Linked DNA regions of Mus musculus: all the other regions are linked to region 1. A link is a contact called in public Hi-C, HiChIP or PLAC-seq and Micro-C data. All regions are on one chromosome and are shown on one strand. The core of a region is the stretch at or near the end of the contact, and the rest is flanking DNA. Distances in the headings are between cores, read along the strand shown. Region 1 holds the start of Acad9 (acyl-Coenzyme A dehydrogenase family, member 9). Region 2 has its middle 11 kb from the start of Gm11548. Region 3 overlaps Anxa5 (annexin A5). Region 4 has its middle 14 kb from the start of Gm25696. Region 5 has its middle 26 kb from the start of Gm6639.

Region 1 (4,410 bases), core at 598-3,097:
ATGCTCCGAGAGCTGGTGTTTGCTCAATCCAGGAAGTAGCAGTGAAGTTAGAAGTGGTCAGATATGAATGTAACTTGAAGATAAACAAAGATTTACTTACTATAGGATTCAATGAGAACAAGACGAATCAAAGGTGTCACTGGAGAATGTATTGAAAAAGTTGAATCACAGAGTAGCCATTATCTATTGTAAACGGGCTGTTGGGAGAAGCAGAACTGGGTGGGATCCAGGAGAGGTTATCATATATGCTTATTAAAGATGCTTATTAGACATCTAAGAGGAGATATAGAGCAGAAAGGTAGACTAAGTCTGGAGTTAGGGGAAGAACTCAAGTTGAAAAAATAAATCTGAGTCGTAAGAATAGAGTTGTCATTTAAAGCTAGGGCACTGAATTAGGTCATCAAGGGGCTGACCATAATAAAAAGAGAGGCCCACAGGCTTAAACTTTAGAAAAATTCAGCATTGCTAGGTGTGGCATACAATTTCAATCTAGCTCTCATGAAGGAAGGCAGAGGCAGAAAGTCTCAGTGAGACTGTCTCAAAAGCAAGCAATCAATACACCTGCCACCTCCACATTAAAAAGAAGAAGAACAAAACAACACAAACAACAACGACACTGCCTCTGACTTCAACTGGGCTACCAGAGACACTGGCCAAGGTCTACAGGTTGAGAAACCAAGGAACTAACAAAAGAGATACAAAGAAAAGAATTTTTTTTTCAGAAACCTGAGGCCTAACATGCATTCAGAACAAACATTAAGTACATATCTGCATTAGTTACTAATGGTGGGTGGGGTAGGAATGGGAATGAGAAGTGAGCAATGTGGAGAAAACCACTGGCCACTGGGCCAAAGCCTGAGGGCACAGGTCCAAGATGCAGAATTATCCTTGAATAGTGAGAAAGCTGAGTTCTAATCACCAGGCCAGCCTTTGCTAGGGGTATACAGCTCACAACAGTATAGAAAGTAGATACCATCTGGAGGAGAGCTGACCACTGGGACTCTCACTAAATACAGAAATGGAAAACTGGCAGCAAAGCTCACGGGTGATGAAGGGTAGATTTAAAGACTGAAGGGGATACATGATGGCTGCGCTCTTCCTCCTGCCTTGGAAAAGCACAAGAATCCAAGTCCCTCGGCACCCTCTGCGCCAGAATGTGGGCAAAAGGGTCCCCACACTTCAAAGTTCTAGCTTTGAACGTTGCACCAGGGCAGCCACTCAGCCCAAGTGTTGACTTCTACTTTAATAAAGTCAGACAATACGAGACAAACTTCCAAGACAAGAAATAGCTGGATGGGCAACTCTGAGGACCGAGGCAAGAGGACCACGTATTCAAGGCATGCCTAGCTACAGAGCGAGTCCAAAGACAGCCTGGGCTACTACTGAATGAGACCCTGCCCCAAAACAAAAACCACTGTGACACGACTTAAGCCACATCGCCGAGCCCAGCCTCTCGGATGTTTGGCTTCTACGGGCTCGGATAACGTTCCATGCAACTCTGGCCAGAATGAAAGGTGGGAGCAGAGGACACGGGCAGTCCGGCCTCGCCTCCTACCTGCTCGATGTTGCCCAGGAAGAGCTCCTTGGCGAACGAGCAGCTCTGCAGGCTGGTGTGCAGCGGGCGGCGCCTCGCCGTGAATTCCCTCAGCACCCGGGAAGCTCGCGCCGCAGCCGCCGCCGCAGTCGCCCCACGCGAGAGCAGCACACAGCCAGACATGCTGCTCCTGACTTCAGACTTCAAGTCGCTGGAAGCCCCGCCGCTCCTCCCAATGACGCCAATCACCCGCGTCCGGGCATCCAAAGTCTCACCCTGCACCGCTGCAACCGGAAGCTAGCTCGCACTTCCTGATGACGCAAGGGCTGCGCCGCCTTGAGCGAGGCTATTGGACAGGTCGTTCCAGAATATGTTTAATAAATGTCTCCTACGCCAAGCATTGCTGTATGTAATGTCTGAGTATGTAATTTAGAAATTGTAGTTTTTTAAAATTCATCCGAACAGGCTAGGAAGTAAGTGTGTGTGTGTGTGTGTGTGTGTGTGTGTGTGTGTGTGTGTGTGTGTGTTCTTTCTTGTTATACTTTTGCCAGTAAGAAAACGAAAATACTCAAAAGTCAAGCTGCAAAACTACCACCCAGGCTCCCAAACACAGCTCTTGTGCCTGTGTGCTATTCTCAGCACATCCTCTAAAGAGCAGATTAGATTTCATCAAATAAACCTAGAAGTACAACTTTTGTTATTCTCATCTCACTTAATGTAGGACTTAGAATATTGCTAAATGGGTATAACAAAATGACAAGGGACCTATTTTACTAACCCACTTCTGCCTAATTCTCTTAAATATGTGAGTGGCGTGGTATCATTTTGTATGGGAGACTGCATGAAGCACTAAGAGCATGCTGTTTCCTCCTTTCTTGAATCTACCACTCCCTGTGTTGTGCACCCCCCTAGTCTGGCCCCTATTGGCCACAGTCTTCAGACACTTGCTTTCTTCACCACTCCCAGGGCAAGGCATTTCCCTTGGCTCGGTGACCTACCCTATGAAACTATAAACACCATGTTTGTTTGTTTGTTTCTTTTTATGATTTATTTATTTTATGTATGTGAGTATACCATTGCTGTCTACAGACACACCAGAAGAGGGCAATGAATCCCATTACAGATGGTTGTGAGCCACCATGTGGTTGCTGAGAATTGAACTCAAGGCCTCTGGAAGAGCAGTCAATGCTCTTAACCGCTGAGCCATCTTTCCAGCCCTTGTTTGTTTTTTTTAAAATGAATCTTATGTTGAGGAAGTAAGCCAAGGCAGGGCCTGGTCCAACTGGTCCAGCTCTCACATCAGGGTTTATTCATATGTCTGTTGTCTTTATTTCTAGGCAGGTTGTCCTGAGGGAACCAGTGTGGCATCAACTGTTACAAGATGACTCCTTCAGAAAATACATGCAGTTTTAACACCAATAGAAAGCATTTATGCCCCACTGGGGACTGCATAAGGAACTTCCCAAACTATGTAGCCCAGAGCCTCACTATTCTTTTCCTTTTATGCACAAAAAGCAAGTAAGAACAGTTAGCGAGAAGTGAAACTACAGAAGCCAAAAAGCAAGGTTAATATGTTTAGGGACTTTCCCAGGTCCTGGCACTATAAACTAGGTCTTTGATGAATTAGGTCTTTGTTCCTATTTTGGCAGGTTAGGGTTTTGGCAGATTGTTGTTGCCTATGTACTGAGTTCTAAGGTCAAAATGGTGTCTCTAAGATGGCATCAGTTGAGTCAGTGTCTCACAGGCTATTGAGGCCACCTTTTAGTCATGGGAGCCAAGGAACTACTTGCCCTAACTTAGTCTGAATCTTAGTAGACTGCCTCTTAAAAAATATCTATCTATCTATCTATCTATCTATCTATCTATCTATCTATCTATCTGTGTAAGAGAAAGAGTATACTAGGCACATGTGTGGAGGTCAGAAGATAGCTTCTCAAGTATTGGACCCGGATCTCCAGGCTTTGTGGCAAGCGACTTCACTCACTAAGCCGTCTTGCTAGCCCACAGACTGCCTCTTGAAAGGTTAGCGTCAGTACTGTAGCCTCTGTTCCATCGATCTGAGATCTCCAGGTGACCCAGGAGTCCCGTTCACACGAATGTGTCCTGCCAGTGTTGCTTTCTTTCTTAAGAGTCACCTTGATCACAATGTCTCTTCACAGCAATAGAACATGGAATAAATCACCTAATGTAGTGGGAACTAACTAAAATACATGAAAGTGATTTTAATGATGTCTCCAAAAATGGGGAGGTAACTCTCCATCTCTCGTTACCAAACAGAGCTTCCAGTAGCAAGCCTGGGTTATACCCAATTGAGTTGTTGGCCAAAGAGCTTCCATGGAAATGCTCCAAACACCCCAGGCTGTTGCCAATACAATAGTTTGCTCTCTGCAAACTGACAAAAAGAGTCCATTGCTGAAGACAACACCCACACTTGGGGAGGTCTAGTGGATGCCAATATAGAACCTTCACCCCTATGTTCTAAAGTCTTGAGTATGGAAAGTTACTCTGCAGGCTACCAAAAGAGAAACACATACAACAACATAGCCACAAAACCTTTGATCTACAGTGTTATCTTCCTTGCAAAATATGCTAAGCCAATGGTCGCACAAACTAGTAGGAGTAGCAAACCAATGTCTGATTTGAACAAGGCCCACTCTATGAGGTAGAACCCATACCCAACACTGCTTGGTTGCCCAAGAATCAGAGACTAGATAGCCTAGAGACCTATGGTAAAATCAAATACCACAGATCTTAAAACACAGTACTAATAAAATGACTCCTACTGATATTCTGCCAAGCTCATAGATCAGTGCCTTATTCAGCCATCATCAGAAAAACTTCCTCCTGCAGTATATGGGAATAAACACAGGGATGCA
Region 2 (4,766 bases), core at 1,782-4,281, 430 kb before region 1:
CACTACCGCCTGGCTCCTTCTATCTTTAAACACCTCTTTTAACAAGCTGTTTTAGACTTCCACTTGGAATGGAAAGGTTTTTTGTTTGTTTGTTTGTTTTTTGTTTTGTTTTTTTAAGTCCAGAAGTTGCCTGAGCCTACAGCCTGGCAATGCACCAGAGGAGCAGATGCTTGAACATGCTGAGTCAGCGCCTGGAATCGCTAGGGCCACGCACGCACAGCTGGAGAGAAAATAACCAGTCAGTAAAAATAATCTAGGTGAATTCTTTGCTTCTTAGGCAGGGTCTCACATAGCCCAAGATGCTTTAAGTTCCTACGTAGTCAAAGAGACCCTGAACTTCTGGATTTGGGATTTCAGGTAGGCACTGCCCTGCCCCAAGAATATACTTACCTCTGTTCCTTAAAGAGGACTTGAAAAGAGGGAAGAGACAGCAAGACTTAAAATATAAATATTTTCAGAAGACAAAAAAGGTTAATATATTTTGCTGTTAGTCATTTCAAGCAGAAGTGTGAAAATCACTTTTTAAAAATGCACGGGAAACAGGCAGTAGATATATACAGGCCAGGCTTCTCTCAAAATGTGTTGGAGCATCTGTAAAAAAGTGTATGTGATTTGATTCACTTCAAACAAAGCTTAAGGCAGGAGCAACACAAAGTAAAATGCAAATAAAGGAGTAGGCAAAGAAGGTTGAAGTAGCAAACGAGTCCTTTTCTCCAGGAAGGAATGGTTGTTTTCAAATCAAGCGTTTCTCACATGAAGGCTGCCAAGAATTTTGTATTTGTGAACACATGAACTTGGTCTTCTGTGTATGTGTGCACAGTGTGCATTACTATGTGTGTGGGTGCTGATGCAGGTGTCTGTGCTGATTGCGTGAGTGCCCCTGTGCATGTGGAGGCCAGAGTTTGATGTCCAGTGTCTGCCTCATTCCTTCCCATCTTAGATATTCAGGTATGGTCCTGTACTTGAACACAGAGTCCCCTGATTCAGCCAGTCTAGCTAGCTGGAGAACTCCTTTCTCTGCCTTCTAAGCACTGGAATTACAGATGGGCCATCACATCTACCTGACATTTGTGTAGGCTTTGGGAGTCTGACCTGGTGCCCTTAAGCTTGTGTGGCAACAGTCTCACCCACGTATCTCCCAGGCTCTCGTCCCCTCTCTATGGACACGTTTTCAGTGTATCCCTAACTGACCTGGAACTTGTTATGGAGCTCAAGCTGGCCTTAAACTCAGAAATCCTCCTGGCTCTGCCTCTCACGTGCTGAGATTAAAGGTGTGGGTCACCATTCCAGGCTCTCTCTACTTTTAAAGTTAAAAGAAACAGTTTTTTTTCTTATGAATAAGCAACTTTGCCTTTCTAGACTAGTTTGGTTAGACAGGCATTAGAGAAATTATTTATTATTAATTTCCTCACTCCTGATTTTAAAACAACCATAAACTACTTGACGCTGCTAGATTCCTGCTGTTACCTACATGTTACGGCGTGTGTGTGTGTGTGTGTGTGTGTGTGTGTGTGTGTGTGTATGTGTGTTAGGAAGCTCCACTTGTCTTCAGGGAATCATGCATCAGGGATGCGGTAGGTTATAAAAGGAATCTGAGTCATGACTCTATGAAGCCGCTTGGGGGCGGCATCTCGCCGCTGTCTCTTGCAGACGTGGCAAAGCTGTGGGCCCCAAAGTCGCAAAAGCTCTTCAGAAAAGTCTGAGAAGCCAGTTCAGCTTCGGGCTTTCGGGCTTTCTCTGCCTGAGCCTCTTCCGTCCTGGTGAACGCTTCAGTCCTGAATCCTGGGTCTGAAACAGCTTTGTCCACAGCAGGCTGTCTCCAAACCTGGGCAGAGGACTATTCTAGCAATTCCGTGCACAAGGGTAGGCATCAATGTTCACCCAGGACAGGCGGCTGGAAGTGACTACCCACTAACTCAAGCAGAAAGTCTTAGTATGGAAAGTCTCTTATTTAGTAGCAATAAATAATGCCTTTCCTACTGGGATCCAGGACCCAGCTAAAAAAATTTGTCTCTCTGCCAGGCCAAAACCCACCTGAAAGGCTAAGCCTGAGAAAGTCACTAAACTCTGTCTTAGCGGCTCTTCTTGGCACTGGCCTTCTTCACTGGCAACCAAAGCTGCCAAGTAACGCAGTGTTCCCAACATTAGGCCCGGGACCAAAAGTCTTTCCTTAAAGGATACCCCTGCCCCTTGAGAAAAACGGAACATCTAATTCTATCTGGGCGCGCGGGGAGCAGTCTCTAAATGTGAGCATTCATGAAGTAGAACGTTATAATTTGTTTGTTTTTGCAGATCCCTTGAGGGCAGTGAATGAAAACACGGGCATGGTCCCTTCTAGGTATGGTTGAGAGAAGGTTTTTATTGTAGATAGGAGGGAGAGAAGAGCCAGAGGCATCTGGACGAGTACGGATGGACGGAACATGGCCAGCAGAGAGGAGAGATGGGAGGGAGAGAAGAGAGGAAGAAGAAGAAGAAGAAGAAGAAGAAGAAGAAGAAGAAGAAGAAGAAGAAGAAGAAGAAGAAGAAGAAGAAGAAGAAGAAGAAAGAGAGAGAGAGAGAGAGACAAGAGAGGGGACCAGGAGAAGAAGAAGAACCAAGAGGCCAAGAGTCCAAAGGGTAACCAAGAAAGCCAGAGGTCAAAATGGGTGGGTTATATAGAAACAAGAACAATGATGCTCAGAGGCTGGAGAGGTTTGGGGCGGGAGGTAGGGGGTGGTACTGAGAGATGCTGAGAGAGCCTGGCCACTAGCATCCGCTTTTGCGAGCTAAATAGGCATTTCAGTTAGCCTTTTGTCCTGAGTTTCTCTGAGACCTAACAGGCAGGAGCCATCAGAGAACTGCGCAGGCCTGAAAGACGACTCAGGTCCCTTGCACACACTGAAGTGAGACTTCTGTGAGTTGATTCTCTTACACACTTCAGACAGAGTCCGCCAGGTGGCGCTGCTTCCTGCTTCCTATCAATTGAGGCGCTTCTCCAGCCAAGAGAGGTCACAGCCCTGGGATAACAGCACAAAGCTGACGTGATTCATATCAGGCAGTTAGCAAATGTCCAGCCATGATTGCTGCTGTTGTCATTACTAAATAAAAGATAGCTAAGGAATCATTAGCTATTGGTCCTGTGCCACCTCCAGGGAGGAGGTACAGGCATTACAAGTAGCTCAGCTCAGGATATTAAATTAGCCATTAGCTCAGGATTTTAAAAGCGAAACCATTACTTTTCGGCACCCTTGACCTGCCTATTTTCCGGCCAACCTGACTTTGCCAATATATTGTGAAGCAAGATGGAGGTCACCACCACAGGGCTAAGCTTCTGACATGGAAATATTGATCACTTTGGTTTGGGTCCAGGGTAAGCTGAAAGAAAGTCTCCAGACATTGCTGGTTGTCTAATAGAAAATGCAGCTTCCCAGATAGTCAGCTTTGGCAGGACTGGCATTGAGGCTGGGTACTTTCTCCTTGTCTGGGGCCACAAGCAGTTTCCCCTCACACAACTCTGATGAAAGTTAAAAACGCCTGGGTATTTTTTTGTCTACTTAATAAATGATCTGTGACTAACGGTGGGCTATAATATATTGAGGCCCCCTCACTTCTGTTTTGTAGCTGGATGTAGTACAATTTTGATGGAAACTGCTAGGGGAGATTTTATGCATTGGTATTTTATTATGGCTGTATAATATCTAATAATGGTTTGGCTTATAGTCTTTTTAAAAAGAAATTGTATTCTGTACCTCACAGAAGTAATTCCAGCACGTCTGCTGGTGGCTGGAGGAAACCCTAACAAGCACATGGTTTGGTGAGTCACTGTTCCTGGCCCCTCAGCAGTAACACAGGCTGAATTGGGTGCTACCCCAGGAAACTTTGTTTTATTAATTTATTCTCTCATATATAACATCCCAACCACAATGTCCCCTCACTCCTCTCCTCTCAGCCCCCTGCCCTGCCACCTCTTTCCTTCTCATCCACTCCTCCTCCATTACCTTTCAGAATGGCGCAGTCCTCCCAGGGATATCAACCAAACATGGCATATTAAGTTATAATATGACTAGGCAACTCTCTTTATAATAAGACTGGACAGGGCAATGCAGTAGGAGGACGGGGTTCTAAAGGCAGCAAAAGCATCATAAACAACCCCTGCTCCCTCTGTTAGGAGTCCCACAAAAACACCAAGCTAAAATAACTAATACACACACACACACACACACACACACACACACACACACACACACACACAGAAAGGCTAAATAACAAGGAGGGCTCAGGAGGGGATGCACGGATCTCCCTGGGAAGGGAAAATAGAATAGATGTTGTGGTGGACTGAGGGCAGGTGGGCACAGGAACAGGAAAGAGCCTGATTGGGTCTAACCCAGGCCTCTAGGAAACATTTAATGACAGTCCTGTGGTTTGTTTGTTCTGTTACAACTTGAAGCAAACTCAGGGCATCTGTGGCCAGTGACTCACCTACGAGAACATTATCTTTGGCCATTTAACCTCTGTCTCATTTTCCTCCTCTTGACGAATGACAATGATAAGAATAACTTCTCTGTCCCACATAAGAAGCTTAAATAAAGTCAAAACCCTAAAATACAAAAACACACACAGTGCAAGCTTCACTCCTGGATAACAGAGCCCCGAGATATCATTCTCTTGACTGTATGCCCCATGACATAGATCTGGCTGAGTTCTTTTCTCTCAGAGGCTCTGTTTACAAAGGACTCTGATCTCAGGTAGCACTTCTTCCAGCATTGTGAGTGATGATGTCTCAGTGC
Region 3 (4,625 bases), core at 1,307-3,806, 380 kb before region 1:
TTGAGGCTAAATCTGAACATAACCGTGTTTCTTCATGGAAAGTAGGAGAATGACATAGCAGTGGAGGGAGCAAACTCCTGAGTTTTCCTTTGGGAAGTCCGTGTTGGTGTTCTGAATACATGGTTATCTGGTTATTTACCGGATTATATGGAAGCACTAAGAACATTAGTAGGAATCGTCTTAAAGCCACATTAAGAATAATACTATGGCCCTCTGATGTCTTAGACACCATCATAGAGGTTTGCAAGCGTGGCTTGTCTTCAATACCCACAGGGCTTTAGAATGCTTTGAATACTCTTCTCACAGCTCATTATACTGACTAAGAAGTTATTATCTGGCTAGAGATAAATCCGGGTCTTTGATGTGACAGAATATGGGAAGAGGTTTTTTTTCCCCAGGTTAAATAATTTGGAGTTTCGATTAAGTGCTCAGAATGACTGGAGAAGTGAATTTGCAGGTGGTTATAGTTTTTAGATGCTCTCCAGATCCTGCAGGCCCAGGTCCTGGACTCACATGGTCTGAAGGCTGCCTCTGTCTATTCTGAGCATTTGTGCAAGAACCAACTTTAAAAAGTAGCCTTTCATCTGAGCACACAGTCAATGAGTTAGACACTTGGCTCTTTCATGATGAAGACACACAAGAACGTCACCGTTGTTATGAGCACTTAATTAAAACTCCAAATTATTTAACCTGAAAACACCCACCTTCTTTCATACCAAACACACACATTTGTTTTTCTAGCCAGATGATCATTTCTCAATCTGCCTGAGAAGCTGCTTTTTGTAATCTTTGAAAAGGAAGAACCGAGAAGTTTCAGAGCTCAAGGATTGTCAGTTTTATAGCCTACAGAGTTTTTGTGTGCTAGGTGTCGTTTGCTGAGTGACTCTGGTCTGCACGCCCTTAACCTATGTCAGCTGTGATGTGGTGGGGTGAGCTGCCATAGGTTAAGTGTTTGAACTGCAAAGGATACATCCAGGCTGCTTGTGTGAATTGTGAGATTTAGCTCAGAGATTCCGGAGAGGTTACAGAAAGTCAGTCCAAATGTTTCCAGAGATTAGAGTAGTATTCTTGTATCATTTGATCAGATATCTTGGAACAGAAACTTCCAAGCTACTTATATAATTTATCGGTGGTGAAAGCTGTGGCATTATCACCACCCAGGTGCCAACAAAGACCGCAGAGAACAAAGGGGCACAGAGAAGAGCCTCTTTTCCAGGGCCTTTCTGGACCCGCACAGTCCTCTGAAGAGAGCCAAGCTAGAGAGTCAGAAGACAGCTGCGGAGGGAACCCCAGCAGCTTGCAGATGCCCCTCTGCAGGGCACCTCACTTTTACACTTAGAAGCAGAGCTAAGAACAGGAGACAGTGTTTGCATTTTGATTACATCATTCTTCATGTCCGAATAGCTTTTGACAGTTGTACTATGTGTTTTCTTAGTGAAGTCTATTCGGAGCATACCTGCCTACCTTGCAGAGACCCTCTACTATGCCATGAAGGTGAGTAGACACCCTGCATCTAATAAATGCAGCCTTCTCTAGCTCTGACTATGCTTCATGTGACAGCCTGGGGATGCATGTCTCTTTCCGATGTGTAGCCTGTTTCTTCTACGTTACCAGACTTCAATGATTTACCTCAAACCAGGGGCATTTGGTGCTGTATGTGAAGACTTTTAACACCTGCACTCTTTTCTCCTTTAAAGGGTGCTGGGACGGACGATCACACCCTCATCAGAGTCGTGGTGTCGAGGAGTGAGATTGACCTGTTTAACATAAGGAAGGAGTTTAGGAAGAACTTCGCCACCTCCCTGTATTCTATGATCAAGGTAGAACTTTGGTTTACATTAGAAACACAGAGCCAGATCGGGCAGCATGAAGGAAATGGATGGAAGAATCCAGTTCCCGTGCTAAGTTAAAATATTAGTCATAGGATTAGAGGGGTTCTAAAGAAGGATAAAGGGGGAGCTGGGTTACAGCCCCGGCCAAGGCTCAACCGACCCAAGGCTTTGTCCGTTTTTAGAATGTGTGCTTGTGTATCCATCAGTATCAGCTGCCTTTGTTAGCTCCTCCCTCTCGTCAGTGTTTCTTTCTTCCTTGTCTGTGGTCACTGTGCCCCTGGTGTCAGGTCATAGCTGCAGCAAGAGACCCCTGTGACCTTGAAGTGTGGCTGAAAGGAAGTCTCTTGACATCTTTCCTTGTGGACCACGTGTAGAGAGAGGTTTCAGTTGAGCAAAAGCGTTGGATTTAATGTGTGTGGTGTGTGGAGCTTGGGTTGAGGGTTGCCAGCGAGTCTGTGCACTTAAGACACTAGCATTTCACACATAAGCGGCATGAGGGGAGCCCAAGGAAGGCATGCCCTATGCCCATGTCCGAGGCAAAGCCACAGCCCCTGAGAGGCCCTGCATGCCTTTGTTACCCGAGAGAAACTGGGCGTCTGTTTGAAGGCATGATGATTTAACATACTTGGAACGGCTTCTCTGCTTCTCCATGGAAGAACACAGTCCACTCCATTAAGAGAACAGCCCTCGAGGGGTAAAATTAGAAAGTTAAACTGAGCGGTATTGGTAGGAATTTCCCTGTGTAACATTCCTGTTGTGAGAGTCATGCAGAGAAGTTGCCCAGTGGGGAGAAAAGTCACAGGAACGATAGTCACCCTCAGCCATTTCCTCATCTTTTTATTTCCTGTGGCTTTTGTGAGTCATGGAGTTGACAGAGTGTGTTTGGGTTCCAGGGCGACACATCTGGAGACTATAAGAAGGCCCTGCTGCTGCTCTGCGGGGGCGAGGATGACTGAGAGCCGCCTGGAGCGCCCTGTGCCTGCTGCCCACCATCAGCTTTCCTCAGCACCACACTTGCTTGCATTCTGTGCCTGCCGCGCTGCCTTACACTAGTATGCTAATGACCAAAGGTGTCTTAGATGAAAGCAGTGTCCCGCCCTTCTGATGTTCTGTCTACAGTAGGTAGTGACCTTCCCATATCTCTCAGTCCAATGTCTGAGTTATTAATATTGTCTATGAATTGCTTTTTATATCCTTTTTTAAAGCTTCATTTATATTAAGTTAATAACCCTATTATCTTGATTGGAACCTTAGCGGTGAAATTGTGAACTCTTGGAAATGCTGTCAATCAAGCTTACTGCTCTAGCAGACCTGCAAAATTATGATGGTAGTATCCAAAACATTGGCGACAAATAAAAACATTCCCTTCCCTCCAAATCCTGTGTAGGTTTGTGTTTAGAAAGCTTATTTAACAATGATATCCCTTTGAAAGCAGGCACTTGACAGTAGTATTAGTTAAAGCTAAAACTATAGTTGGTCTTGGGGTACTAAAACATGCAGTATCGCAGACTGAACTTCCTAATGCGGTGAGGTAAAGGATGGAGAGAGAATGGGGGGTGGGGGATGGGAGGTGGGGGTAGGGTGTGGATGGAGGAAGGGGGTGGGGTGGGGTGGAGGTGCATGTGTTCCTCTGTGTGTGTGTGTGTGTGTGTGTGTGTGTGTGTAAAACAGTTTCCTGGTGGGATGAAAGCTGGGGAGGGGAGGGTCCCCTGGTGGGAGGAGGGGAGGTGAAGAGAAGAGATTTATTTCCTCACCAGCTAGGACAATACTATGGAGCTTCTACTAGCAGCAGAAAGAGTAAATTTTGCACAACCTAAAATTTCAGTGTGTTCGAGTTTGCTTGTAACTCTGCTCTTTACCTTCTCCTCCTCCTCCTTGAGATAATTGTAGAAGTTTCTTCCTCCAGTCCCATAGTCCCAGAAATAACCTAATGGCTCATAACCTAAGATAACCCATTTATTCTAATCCATGTTCTGCCACGAGGCTGGTTACCTGTGCTCAGGCACCACACGTCTGTCTCATCACAGATAACACAGACAGTACTCTTTAGGAAGCCATTTCTTCAGCCTTGCCTTCCTGTTTCCCACCTTTGGGTGCCTTGAAGTGGAGTTACCTTGACATTTGTACATATGCTATATACTCACGGCTACTTTTTTTCCTAAGTAAAATGTTAATATCCTTATTAAATAATGACAGCGATCTTTTCACAGACCTCACTGTTCTACAAAATAACCAAGGAAACTGTAAAAATTGTGTGTGTGGTAATGTGAAGTTGGACACCCCACCCACCCATAAACACACACACACACACACACACACACACACACACACACACACACACACACTCCCGCCCAAGCTCCATAGACGCAGAGCCCAGTCCATCACATAAGCGGTGCAACACACACTTGCCGGCTCCTGAGCGATGAGCTGACTGTGCTGGCCCACACCTGTCATCCGTACATCGAGGAGGCTGAGGCAAGAGGATGTTTCGAGTTCCAGGCCAGCCTGGGCTACAATAGGAAACTAATCAGAAAAAGAAAATGCTTTACCGTGTGCTGTATTTTCCAGTTTGTAACGCCCTGCTCCATCTTGCTGTGAACCTGCTGTGAAAACAGTAGTTCTTCTCAGATCACTTTTAAAGAGACTCATTAGTTAATCTGAATGAGAGCAGTGAACATGTATCTCTTCTTTGGAGAGACAGGCTTATACCACATAGCCTAAGCTAACCTTCATCTCCAGATACCATCCTCTGTATGTCTCCCTCCCTCCCTCCCTCCCTCCCTCCCTCCCTCC
Region 4 (4,432 bases), core at 1,238-3,737, 340 kb after region 1:
CAGCTTTCCTTTTAGGAACCTGTGGCAGCTGGCGGCTACATCTGAAGATAGAAGGAGGCAGGTTCTCACTGCCATCGCTTGTTCAGACTCCACTACTCCTGCAGGTACTCATCCTCGACATTTGTGTGTGCAGCAATACATTTCCCTTTTCTTTTCCATTCAACATTTTTTCAATACAAGGATTTGAACTCAGGGTCTTGCACTTGCTAGGCAAACACTCTACCACTGACCTACAACCCAGCCTGTGTAATTAAATGTCTGATTAACATAGGCAATGCATGATTAGGAGCAGGGTTTTATGAAGATTAATACAATGGCAAATGGAGTGCAGAAAACTATTTCCATGGAAATAGAACAGAAGGAAAAGAAAAGAGAAGAATGTTGGAAAGAGAAAGAGAGCTTGGGAGCAGGGACCAAGGGCCTATGATGTAATCCCAGATGCTCGGGAGGCTCGAGCGGGAAGATCCCCTGAGGTCCAGAGTTTGGGGTCAGTATGGACAGCAAAGCAAACTCTGTGAGTGAGAAAAAGTGCCATTTAATTAACAGTGGATCCGAGGGAGGAGCTTAAGAGGCCACGCCTTTGTTGGGTAGGATGTGATGTACTTTTAAGAGGTGTACCTACTGATGTCTGTGCCACTGTAAACAACCCATAACAGATGCTCATATAAGCAACGCTCATCACATGCAGATGTGTGTGCAAGCACATGTGCGTGCACACACACACAAACACACACACATACACACAAGTTGGGAAGTAGAAAAAGATCGGAAGTATTGGGAGCTCCCTCCCAAGAGAAGGCAATGGGGGTAAATATGAGTAAAATATATAATATGTACTTATAAAATATAATGAAATTTATTATATGAATTTCATAACAACATGTATGCTGTTAATAATAATTATATATATGTTAGTAAAACTTAAAGAAGGTGTTGAGTATTATAACAGGGATGAGAGTTTGAGATGATAACAGGAAAGTCAAATGGAAATATCAGGAGATAGTGAAATGTAGAATAAAAAAGCCCAGTAGGGAATTCAGGATCTAAGTTCTGACGTATAAATGTGTAGCCAAAATGGATCAGAGTGTCAATCAAAGAGTGTGTGTGTTCAGGTGTACAACAGTGAAATGACAGACAGAACAATTTAGAGCAACCAAATAAGGGGAAAACAAAAACAAAAACCAAACCAGGCCTCTGTTAGACATCTAGTCTGAACGCTTAGTGGCTCAGGAGGCCAAGTGATCCGTTTGGAACAGGCCAGTGAGTTAGTACAGCTGTTATAATGTCAAGCAGCTGGAAGACTCAGATGTAGGTGCCATTTTTGTCACAGTGGATGTGGAGAGGAAATGGGTGAGGACCAAGGGGAATGGGTGGAAATTTTGATAAGAAATATCCATTAGAATTGAGAGATAGAGAACCTTTCCAATAGGAGGGCCACCAAGGTAAAGACAGCTGCAACAAAATGGTTGTCTTCTGGTGCACACTGCAGGTCTGCCAGAACTCTGCAAGTGGAAACAGGTTCCCTTTGAAGTGAGGGTGACATAGAGGAAGAAGCTGTGGGTGGAGACCAAGAAGAAGAAGCTGGGTAAAATGTTAATGGAACAGCTTTGCCTAGGCCTTTTGTTTTATTTCTGAGTTTGAAAAGGTAGACAAAGGAGAGAGGTGTGCGTTGGTTCCATAGAATAAGGAAGGAGACAAGGCGGACAGGGTGGAGAATGTAGATGGAGAGCAGGGCAGGACCTTCAGTCCCAGCTTGGCAGAGAATGGGAAAGAGAAAGTGCAGATGTGAGGAGCCTGGAGAGGAGCCAGGGAGCTGGTGACTTTTTTTTTTTCAGCACAGATATGGGGTGCAGGGGTGGGAGTGGGGCCTACTCCATTTACCTGACTCGGGGAATCATATTACTGTTGGACAGCCAGACTGCTTTTTTCCCCATGAGGTGTCACAGGAGATTGCATTGCTGTAAACTGTAAACTGATGTTTGTGCTAGGGAGGTACAAAAGAAAGAAAAAGAGAAGGAAGGAAGGAAGGAAGGAAGGAAAGAAAGAAAGAAAGAAAGAAAGAAAGAAAGAAAGAAAGAAAGAAAGAAAGAAAGGAAGGAAGAAGAGAGAGGCAGGAAGGAAGGAAGAAAGGAAGGAAGAAAGAAAGAAAGGAAGGAAGGAAGGAAGGAAGGAAGGAAGGAAGGAAGGAAGAAAGAAAGAAAGAAAGAAAGAAAGAAAGAAAGAAAGAAAGAAAGAAAGAAAGAAAGGATCCAGTCTGCCTTAGCCACGTAACTCTTACTGAAATGTGTTGAGTACTGATGACAAGGACAACAGAAGGCAGTTCCATCACAGATGACATATATGGCAAAACCAGCGTCACTTATAGAGTCAAAGTACAGACTTAATTGAGGGTGAAGTCAATTTCACAATGTGCTGTGTGATGTGTACTCTTGTCTCAGGAAGCTCCCCCACCCTGGTCAGGGAGAAGTCGCAAGTTCGGTGGGTGTGGTTTACCTCTCTGAGTAACAAATTCAGCTCAACAAGAAGAAAGACCTGTAATGAGTCAGAAGCGCAGTCAGGAGGAAATCTACCCTTAAAGCTCACTACAGACCCAGCTAGCTTTTCAGAAGCAGAACTGGAGAAACCTGTTTTAGAAGCAGCACTGGCCTCCTGATACAGGCTCTTCAGCCTCTCCCTTTCCACAATTTTCCTTTAAGGCAGGTGACTTTTGCCCTGGAAAAACTAGCCACTACCAGTAGTGGTGGGGATGACAGCCCCACCCAAGGTTTCTGCCTTCCCTTTTATCAGTCATTTGCTCTGCAAAGTCCTATAACTCCTCCTTTCCTGGCACTTCCAGTTCCCGGAAGTACTCCTTTTTGGGTCTATAGAAAGAATTTTTAAAAAGGGTGGAGTCAGGACTGGGTGGGCTGCTGAGTGATGTAGGGTAGCACTCTCTGATCTAGAACTCCATCGCTAAAGACACTTCTAAAGAGTGCAGGGCCTCGGGAACTGCAGGCATAGAAGCTCATACTTATAAGGGCAATAGAGTATGGGAGAACGTACTTAGAAAGTAGAATTCTGGGGCCATCTCTAATACCATGGACTCATAGTGACACATTTGTGTGAGAGTCTATGACTATAACACGAAATTACCTATGATCACAGGGTCTTAACAAACTCGGAATTGCTTTTTGGGAAGGGCCAGTACTCCCTCTGGGGTATTTGAAACTGGAGACTTTGTAGTTGCTGAATCTGCTGGAGTGCTCCAGACATTTAGAAGGTGTGGGGCATTTAAGTAACAATACTGCAGAAAAAGAGCTACAGACACAGGGCTGGTACTAGTTGGTTACCATAGATCTAGTAGAACAGAATATTCCCTTCAAGCCTACTAGACCCTATGTTGTTGGCTTTTTTTTTTTTTAAACTTGATGGATCACATTATTTGAAAATACCATTGAATATAGTTGGGCTTAGTATGTGCGAGTAAGACAGGGTCTCAATAAGTTGAGGCCAGCTCAAAGTGGCCTCACACTGACTGTGTAGCTGACCTTGAACTTCTGACTCTCCTGCAGCAATTACAAGCATACACCACGTTGCTCAGTCACACGTGGTTCTGAAGATTAGACTCAGGACTTCCTGCACTCTACGCAAGCTCTTTGCCGACTGAACTACAACCCTAGCCTCAAGTTGTTTACGTCTTTACTAATTGTTTCAGTGCTGTTTTCCAATATGAGAAGCAAGATAAACACCAAGGGGTGGACCCAGAAGTTCTTCTCCTCTCCCTCTGTTCCCCGAGACCCAATCCCAAACCCTGCAACAGTTCACTAGCTGAAGCTCCCTTCCTCCTTCCCCCATTTCCTGTAGATTCCACTGACCACTCCCTCCTAACCCCCACCCCCAAACCTCATCTTAGTATCCCAGCCTCCAACACCGGTGTGCATTCCCTGTGAACATACAAGCAGAGCAGGTCAGGAAAACAGGCAACATGCAGCCATCACACTCCCTGAAAATCCAAAGAGGAAACAGAAACCAAGGAACACAATACCCAGACATAAAAGACAAATCCAGAAAACAGCATCTAGACCTATAATCACCAAAAACCCAGATGTTGACACACTAGCATAAGAACACACTCAACAACAGCCAGGGGCATGGCAATAGCCACGTCTCCATTGGCAGTGAATATTCCAACATAACTGAAGCACAGGAAACAAGTTTAAAATCAAATATATGATGATGATGATGATAGAGATCCATAAAGAGAAAATGAATAAATGCCTTTTAAAAATCCTAAAAAATACAAACACTGGGAAGGAATGAGTAAATTCCTTAAAGGAAACCCAAGAAAATACAAACAGGTGAAGGAAACAAATAAAACTGTTCAAGACCTGAAAATGGAAATGAAAGCAATAAAAAAAAAAAACACAAACTAAGGGAATCCTGGAGATATAAA
Region 5 (5,079 bases), core at 168-2,667, 370 kb after region 1:
GTAAATTCTGTAGGAGGCTAAAGGAAAATAGGAATTGTTTTAGCAGGGTTTGTTTGTACAGAATCCTGTTTGTTGTGCCTCCCCATTGAGAGGCATTCTTTTTTGCCTAGTCTTCAGTGTAGGTTTTTTTTTTTTTTTTATTCTCCTGTATGCAAGGAGAAGGGAATGAAGGGGATTCCTTTCCTTCAGCATCTGCTGCTTTTCAAATACCTTCCACTCCAAACAACACTCATGCCGAAGTGGCACATTCCAGGAATTTTATAAATGGACTGACAAAGGATCTAAAGGATTCTTTTGTTCCTTACTTTGGCTATCAAATTATGACAGAGTGACCACCCCTAAAATCGGGATGCTCTCGGGAATCTCATACTACCAGAAGAAAAAGTTTCAAGCCTGTAGCTAACCAGAGGGGCACTTGTCGCTAGAAACTGGTTTGCACCTTGTCCTTGCAGGAGACAATGATTTGCAGGTCAGTGATCTGCAGGACCCTACCTTGACCAGGGCTATTTATGCTTTCCCCAGGCCTTTTACTAAGTTAGCTCATGACATCCTCCTGAAGACAACCGGGGTGGGAGGTGCCAGTAGTGAGGGGTCAGAGACAAAGCTCTACACCGCCATCCTAGCCTGAGCAGCTAGCTACCCAAGATGTTTAAGGACCAAGATGTCAGGCGGAAATGGGACTTCAATAGCAAGAATTTCAGGACTGTTGGAGCAGAGATTTTGTTAATTGTTTTCATACAGGCTTACACAGAGGCCTGAAAGAAAGAGTGTTGCTCCGACGAAAGTAAGACACAGCCGGAAGTACAGGTGTAGACTATTCACAGGAATCACACTTCAAGAGTCTTAGCGATGACGTCACCGGAGGCGGGAAGACGAGGACACACGTCACCTTTAGCACCCTTGGGACTTTTATGAACCTTAACTCAGTCGCTGAAAGAACTTTAAGATTTGCCAATTTATGAAGCAGAGTTGGTGATTTCATCAAGGGTATCTCAATGGAAATGTAAGCTCAAGGGCGGAGAGACAGATGAGGGCTCAAAAGACAGTAAGCACATCTGGGAACAGTGGATTGATCGATCCAGCCGGTCTCCGATGACTCCCAGAGAGGTAAAGTGTGTCCTGTGTGTGAACTTGTAGGAAGAACATCTACTTACCATCGTATGCTTATACATGATCGGGCATGCACATGATTAATAGCAGATGTATCATGGGAAAAGACAGGCATAGTGAGCAAAGGCTTGCTTAACGTAAGCCTATCAATGAAAACAGGAAAGCAAGGGCTGGAGAGATGGCTCAGCAGTTAAGAGAACTTCCTGTTCTTCCAGAGAACGTGAGTTCAGTTTCTAGCATTCATGTCTGATACCTATAATTCTACCCAGCTCCAGGGACTATGGCACCCTCTTCTGGCCTCTGAGGGCACTGTACTCATGTGGATTCTTTTAAATCACGTGCTCTCGCTAGAGGTTCAGGCTGTGCTCTCCTCTGTTATGTGAAAGCTGTGCCCTGGGTGACTCCATTTTACAAAGCAGCAAATTCAGAGGCAACATGACTGTCCACGTAGATACCACCGGAAGCACAGACTGCCAGATAACTGATTCTTTTTTTTTTTAATTTTTTTATTAGGTATTTTCCTCATTCCAATGCTATCCCAAAAGTCCCCCATACCCTCCCCCCCACTCCCCTACCCACCCACTCCCCCTTTTTGGCCCTGGTGTTCCCCTGTACTGGGGCATATAAAGTTTGCAAGTCCAATGGGCCTCTCTTTGCAGTGATGGCTGACTAGGCCATCTTTTGATACATATGCAGCTAGAGTCAAGAGCTCCGGGTTACTGGTTAATTCATAATGTTGTTCCACCTATAGGGTTGCAGATCCCTTTAGCTCCTTGGGTATTTTCTCTAGCTCCTCCATTGGGGGCCCTGTGATCCATCCAATAGCTGACTGTGAGCATCCACTTATGTGTTTGCTAGGCCCCGCAGATAACTGATTCTTAAAAAAGGTACCAATTATAAACTTATCAAAGTAGATTTGAAACCACAACAGAAAAATCCAGACCCAAGAAACCCTCAAACACACAGGCCAAGGAAGGGTGAGATCTCCTTACCTAGACCCCACTAACAGACACTCAATACCATGATGATGACAGTCCCAGCAACGGTCATCCACTTGTCTGGTATGGGGGCAGAGACTTCTTGAGCTTCAGCCCAGCAAGCTCCTTACTTCTTGAAACATCCCTTATGAGTTGCCATCTGTTGGTCTGTCTGTCTATACCTATGGACCAGGTCTTCACCACTGTCGTCCTGCGTTTCTGCCCTACCTTGTGGTCCCATGATTCAGCTCAGTGCCACCGGCTTGCTCTCCAACTGGATTTTAAAACTACCTGCAGTACCTGCATCTGTACCAATTTTTTTGTAAAGCCCTCTTTGAACTATACCACTTCATTAACCCATTAGTAGCCATTCTGCAATTTACATGCATACAGACACACACATGCACATACACATGTATGCACACTTGTGAGTCTGAAGTACAATGTCAGATCTGAGAGTTGATGTTAGTGATTAAGACCGGAATAAAGTAATGTGTGTTGCCAATAGTCTGCTATCAAGGGAAACTGGGACACCCAGGTAAACCGTAGCCAGCAAAAGCAACATAGCTTGTGAATTTATCATTATTTAATAAAGTCTGACATCGTCAAGAGTCTCAATGTGCCCTTCTGTGTTTTGTGCACAGAACACATTTAAATTATTTTCCTCCTACAGTTAATGTGTCATGAATCCTTTATTTATTTATTTATTTATTTATTTATTTTGTCTTCAATATAAATTTATTTGGTTTAATACTGCTTGAGAGTGACTTAGGTTTGGGGAGTCCTCAGACTCTTCAATACTCCTCAGCCTTACTAGGTCTCCTTATGACCATGATAGGCAGAGGGGAATGTGAACATGATTTGGGGACATGTGAACAGAGATTTGGGTACTCTCCTTAAAATCATCATCTTGTAAAACTAAAGACAGAAGCCCAGGTAGAAGAGCTTTAAAGTAGGCTCTTCAAAGAGAAACACTACTTTCTATAATCAAACACTATATTAGTTTTTGTTTTTATTGATTGTGGCAGGGCCTGGTGGAACACACACACTTTTAGAGGCAGAGGCAAGCAGATCTTTGAGTTCAAGGCCAGTCAGATCTCTACGATGGATTCCAGATCAGCCAGGGCTACACAGTGAGCTCTTGTCACAAAAACAATGTATTTGTGACTCCTAAGAGATGAACACTCTTTCCATTATGGTTGCTGAAAGGCCTGTGGGCATGTGTATATGGACTGATCATCAAGGTTGGCTACACACCTCAGGCAGTGGCCACAGCATAGCCTTTGTCTACAAACACTGCCTCATTTATCAAGTAATTTGTCTTCAAAGACTATTTCATTCATCACACAACAGAAAGAAATTATGTTAAGGACTGCACTCTGATGAAAAGGTCAGGACTGTACCCAGGTACTTCTAACTCCCTTCCATACTGTGAAACTTGAGGTGGTGAGATCTCACGCCATCTGTGAGCACATCCTCGTGGACTTTGACAATGCCGGATGATACTCATTGGCAACTGAGAAGCCCAAGTAACTAAACAGTTTTCTTCCTTTTTCATGTCTCTTTTGGAATTAGAGTTTTAAAAAACATGCTCATGATAATTAATATCTTATCTGGTATATTTCTAATGATAAAATGATACTAATCTTGGTTTTAGTGAGGTTACACATGAAGATTTTATGTCCTTTTGTTTAAGCATGTATTTGTTGGTGTTATCACTGTTTGCTTACCCTAAACCTCTCCCTTATTCAAAACTAGTATTTAAAAGAGTCAAGGGTTTTCACTGTCTCTCTGTGTACACTTATGTGTCTACACGTGTATATATATTCTAATTATTCAGTATCATCTGGATAAAAGAAATTTAGTTTCTTAAAGTTTAACTTTAATTCTATTTACTCTAGCTAGAAATACCCAAAATTTTCTGGTGATGGATGGAGGGCCAATCAATCAGTGGGCTAGAAAGTGGGTCTGTTGCAGGTGACACCTGTAGCTAGGGTCCTGGTGTGGCTCAAACCCTGAGCTAGCGGGAGTACAGGCACCTTCTGAGCCAAGGTATCAGTGTTAGGGTTTAGCCTTGGAAAAATTCCTTGGCAGATAGGGGCCATGGAATGCTGCAGAAATCACACCAACCAACAAGTCTCATACAAGAGAGAGGATGGGGAGGGGGTGGTGGTGGGATCCTTTGGAGGAGGAAGTGAAAGGTAACCTCTCAGTGGGGACAACAGAAAGACAGGGATGCCCCCTCACGCATGCGCGTAAACACACACACACACACACACACACACACACACACACACACACACACAGAAAGTAGGCCACAGAGGCTAATTATGTTATCTCAGGCTACAATCTTTCTCAGAGAGCAGTTCTCCAGGAGCATCCACCAAACTATCTAACGAAGTCTCTCTTCCCTTTTGCCCTTTTCCCACTTGGTCAAGGGCTATTGATTTAAAGTAGATTCAAAGTCTGTTTATTTAGGTTCCCTCTCCCATTCTCTCCCTCCCTCCCTCCCTCCCTCCCTCCCTCCCTCCCTCCCTCCCTCCCTCCCTCCCTCCCTTCCCCCTCCCCCCCCTCTTTCTTGGTAGGACCTCAGATAGCCCAGGCTAGCCTTGAATTTACCATGTGGACTAAGGATAACCCTAAGCTTCTCATGTTTCTGCTTCTGTCTCTTCTTTGGTGGGATAACAGTGAGCACTTCCATGCTGGGTTTACACTGTGCCAGGCATCGAACCCAGGCCTTTGTGTGTGCCAAGGCCTACCAAGGCAAGTACTCTACCAAGTGAGCTACTGCTCTTTGCTGCTTCCTCTCCCTTTCTTTCCCATTTGTTTGTTTTTAGCATAACAGAAAAACAGCATAGCTTCCTGGAAGAAGCTAAATACTTTTGCTGAAGTCGTATTGGCGCTTTACTGGAAGGTGACTCTTTATCCATAATTTAAAAATTTTTTGAGAGTATATTTAATTATATCATTTCCCCTTTCCTTTTTCTTTCCG

Evidence for each region. A called contact is a pair of places that touch in the nucleus more often than the background predicts. HiChIP or PLAC-seq counts read pairs in DNA pulled down with a chosen protein or histone mark.
Region 2: a contact with region 1 is called in an H3K4me3 HiChIP or PLAC-seq map of bone marrow-derived macrophages, with 8 times the contacts expected there. The contact joins the enhancer-like site here to the promoter of Acad9 in region 1. A contact is called at or near these places in 4 of 39 promoter capture datasets (cranial neural crest, embryonic stem cells, hippocampal neurons and 1 more), 1 of 15 datasets of contacts at CTCF or cohesin (pro-B cells), 14 of 484 Hi-C or Micro-C datasets (the Ba/F3 cell line, the G1E-ER4 cell line, the N1E-115 cell line and 8 more) and 2 of 115 datasets of contacts at active chromatin or transcription factors (astrocytes and bone marrow-derived macrophages).
Region 3: a Micro-C map of trophoblast stem cells shows a contact between it and region 1, with 6 times the contacts expected there. The contact joins the enhancer-like site here to the promoter of Acad9 in region 1. A contact is called at or near these places in 5 of 39 promoter capture datasets (cranial neural crest, embryonic stem cells, hippocampal neurons and 2 more), 15 of 484 Hi-C or Micro-C datasets (the C2C12 cell line, the HL-1 cell line, LSK cells and 11 more), 1 of 115 datasets of contacts at active chromatin or transcription factors (astrocytes) and 4 of 9 other capture datasets (adipose tissue, liver, macrophages and 1 more).
Region 4: an H3K27ac HiChIP or PLAC-seq map of double positive thymocytes shows a contact between it and region 1, with 5 times the contacts expected there. The contact joins the enhancer-like site here to the promoter of Acad9 in region 1. A contact is called at or near these places in 3 of 39 promoter capture datasets (hematopoietic stem and progenitor cells, hippocampal neurons and neural stem cells), 2 of 484 Hi-C or Micro-C datasets (epidermal suprabasal cells and regulatory T cells), 4 of 115 datasets of contacts at active chromatin or transcription factors (double positive thymocytes, embryonic stem cells, memory CD8 T cells and 1 more) and 1 of 9 other capture datasets (adipose tissue).
Region 5: a Hi-C map of Th1 cells shows a contact between it and region 1, with 7 times the contacts expected there. The contact joins the enhancer-like site here to the promoter of Acad9 in region 1. A contact is called at or near these places in 19 of 39 promoter capture datasets (the 3T3-L1 cell line, 3T3-L1-derived adipocytes, the C10 cell line and 12 more), 6 of 15 datasets of contacts at CTCF or cohesin (the G1E-ER4 cell line, embryonic stem cells, hippocampal excitatory neurons and 3 more), 198 of 484 Hi-C or Micro-C datasets (the AML12 cell line, the AtT-20 cell line, B cells and 103 more), 19 of 115 datasets of contacts at active chromatin or transcription factors (the HPC-7 cell line, the NIH/3T3 cell line, PVALB interneurons and 15 more) and 5 of 9 other capture datasets (adipose tissue, embryonic stem cells, liver and 2 more).

The regions. Positions count from the first base shown.
Region 1 is chr3:36,063,416-36,067,825 of GRCm38.p6, reverse strand. It overlaps Acad9 (acyl-Coenzyme A dehydrogenase family, member 9), which reads right to left and starts at 1,847. Exons shown (of 18, transcript NM_172678.4): 1 at 1,556-1,847. The coding sequence starts at 1,717.
Region 2 is chr3:36,493,841-36,498,606 of GRCm38.p6, reverse strand. No RefSeq gene overlaps it. Among named protein-coding and RNA genes, the nearest start is that of Gm11548, 11 kb to the left of the region's middle. Within about 2 kb of position 3,031, at least 71 of the 459 cell types and tissues checked have an H3K27ac peak or open chromatin away from gene starts, as enhancers often do. A contact at or near this core is called in the Ba/F3 cell line, the N1E-115 cell line, bone marrow-derived macrophages and 3 more, where this site is marked.
Region 3 is chr3:36,447,507-36,452,131 of GRCm38.p6, reverse strand. It overlaps Anxa5 (annexin A5), which reads left to right. Exons shown (of 13, transcript NM_009673.2): 11 at 1,436-1,494; 12 at 1,698-1,820; 13 at 2,726-3,209. The coding sequence ends at 2,788. Among named protein-coding and RNA genes, the nearest start is that of Mir7009, 26 kb to the left of the region's middle. Within about 2 kb of position 2,556, at least 126 of the 459 cell types and tissues checked have an H3K27ac peak or open chromatin away from gene starts, as enhancers often do. A contact at or near this core is called in the C2C12 cell line, the HL-1 cell line, LSK cells and 6 more, where this site is marked.
Region 4 is chr3:35,719,141-35,723,572 of GRCm38.p6, reverse strand. No RefSeq gene overlaps it. Among named protein-coding and RNA genes, the nearest start is that of Gm25696, 14 kb to the left of the region's middle. Within about 2 kb of position 2,487, at least 134 of the 459 cell types and tissues checked have an H3K27ac peak or open chromatin away from gene starts, as enhancers often do. A contact at or near this core is called in double positive thymocytes, embryonic stem cells, epidermal suprabasal cells and 3 more, where this site is marked.
Region 5 is chr3:35,689,514-35,694,592 of GRCm38.p6, reverse strand. No RefSeq gene overlaps it. Among named protein-coding and RNA genes, the nearest start is that of Gm6639, 26 kb to the right of the region's middle. Within about 2 kb of position 1,417, at least 45 of the 459 cell types and tissues checked have an H3K27ac peak or open chromatin away from gene starts, as enhancers often do. A contact at or near this core is called in B cells, CD8 T cells, the CH12 cell line and 15 more, where this site is marked.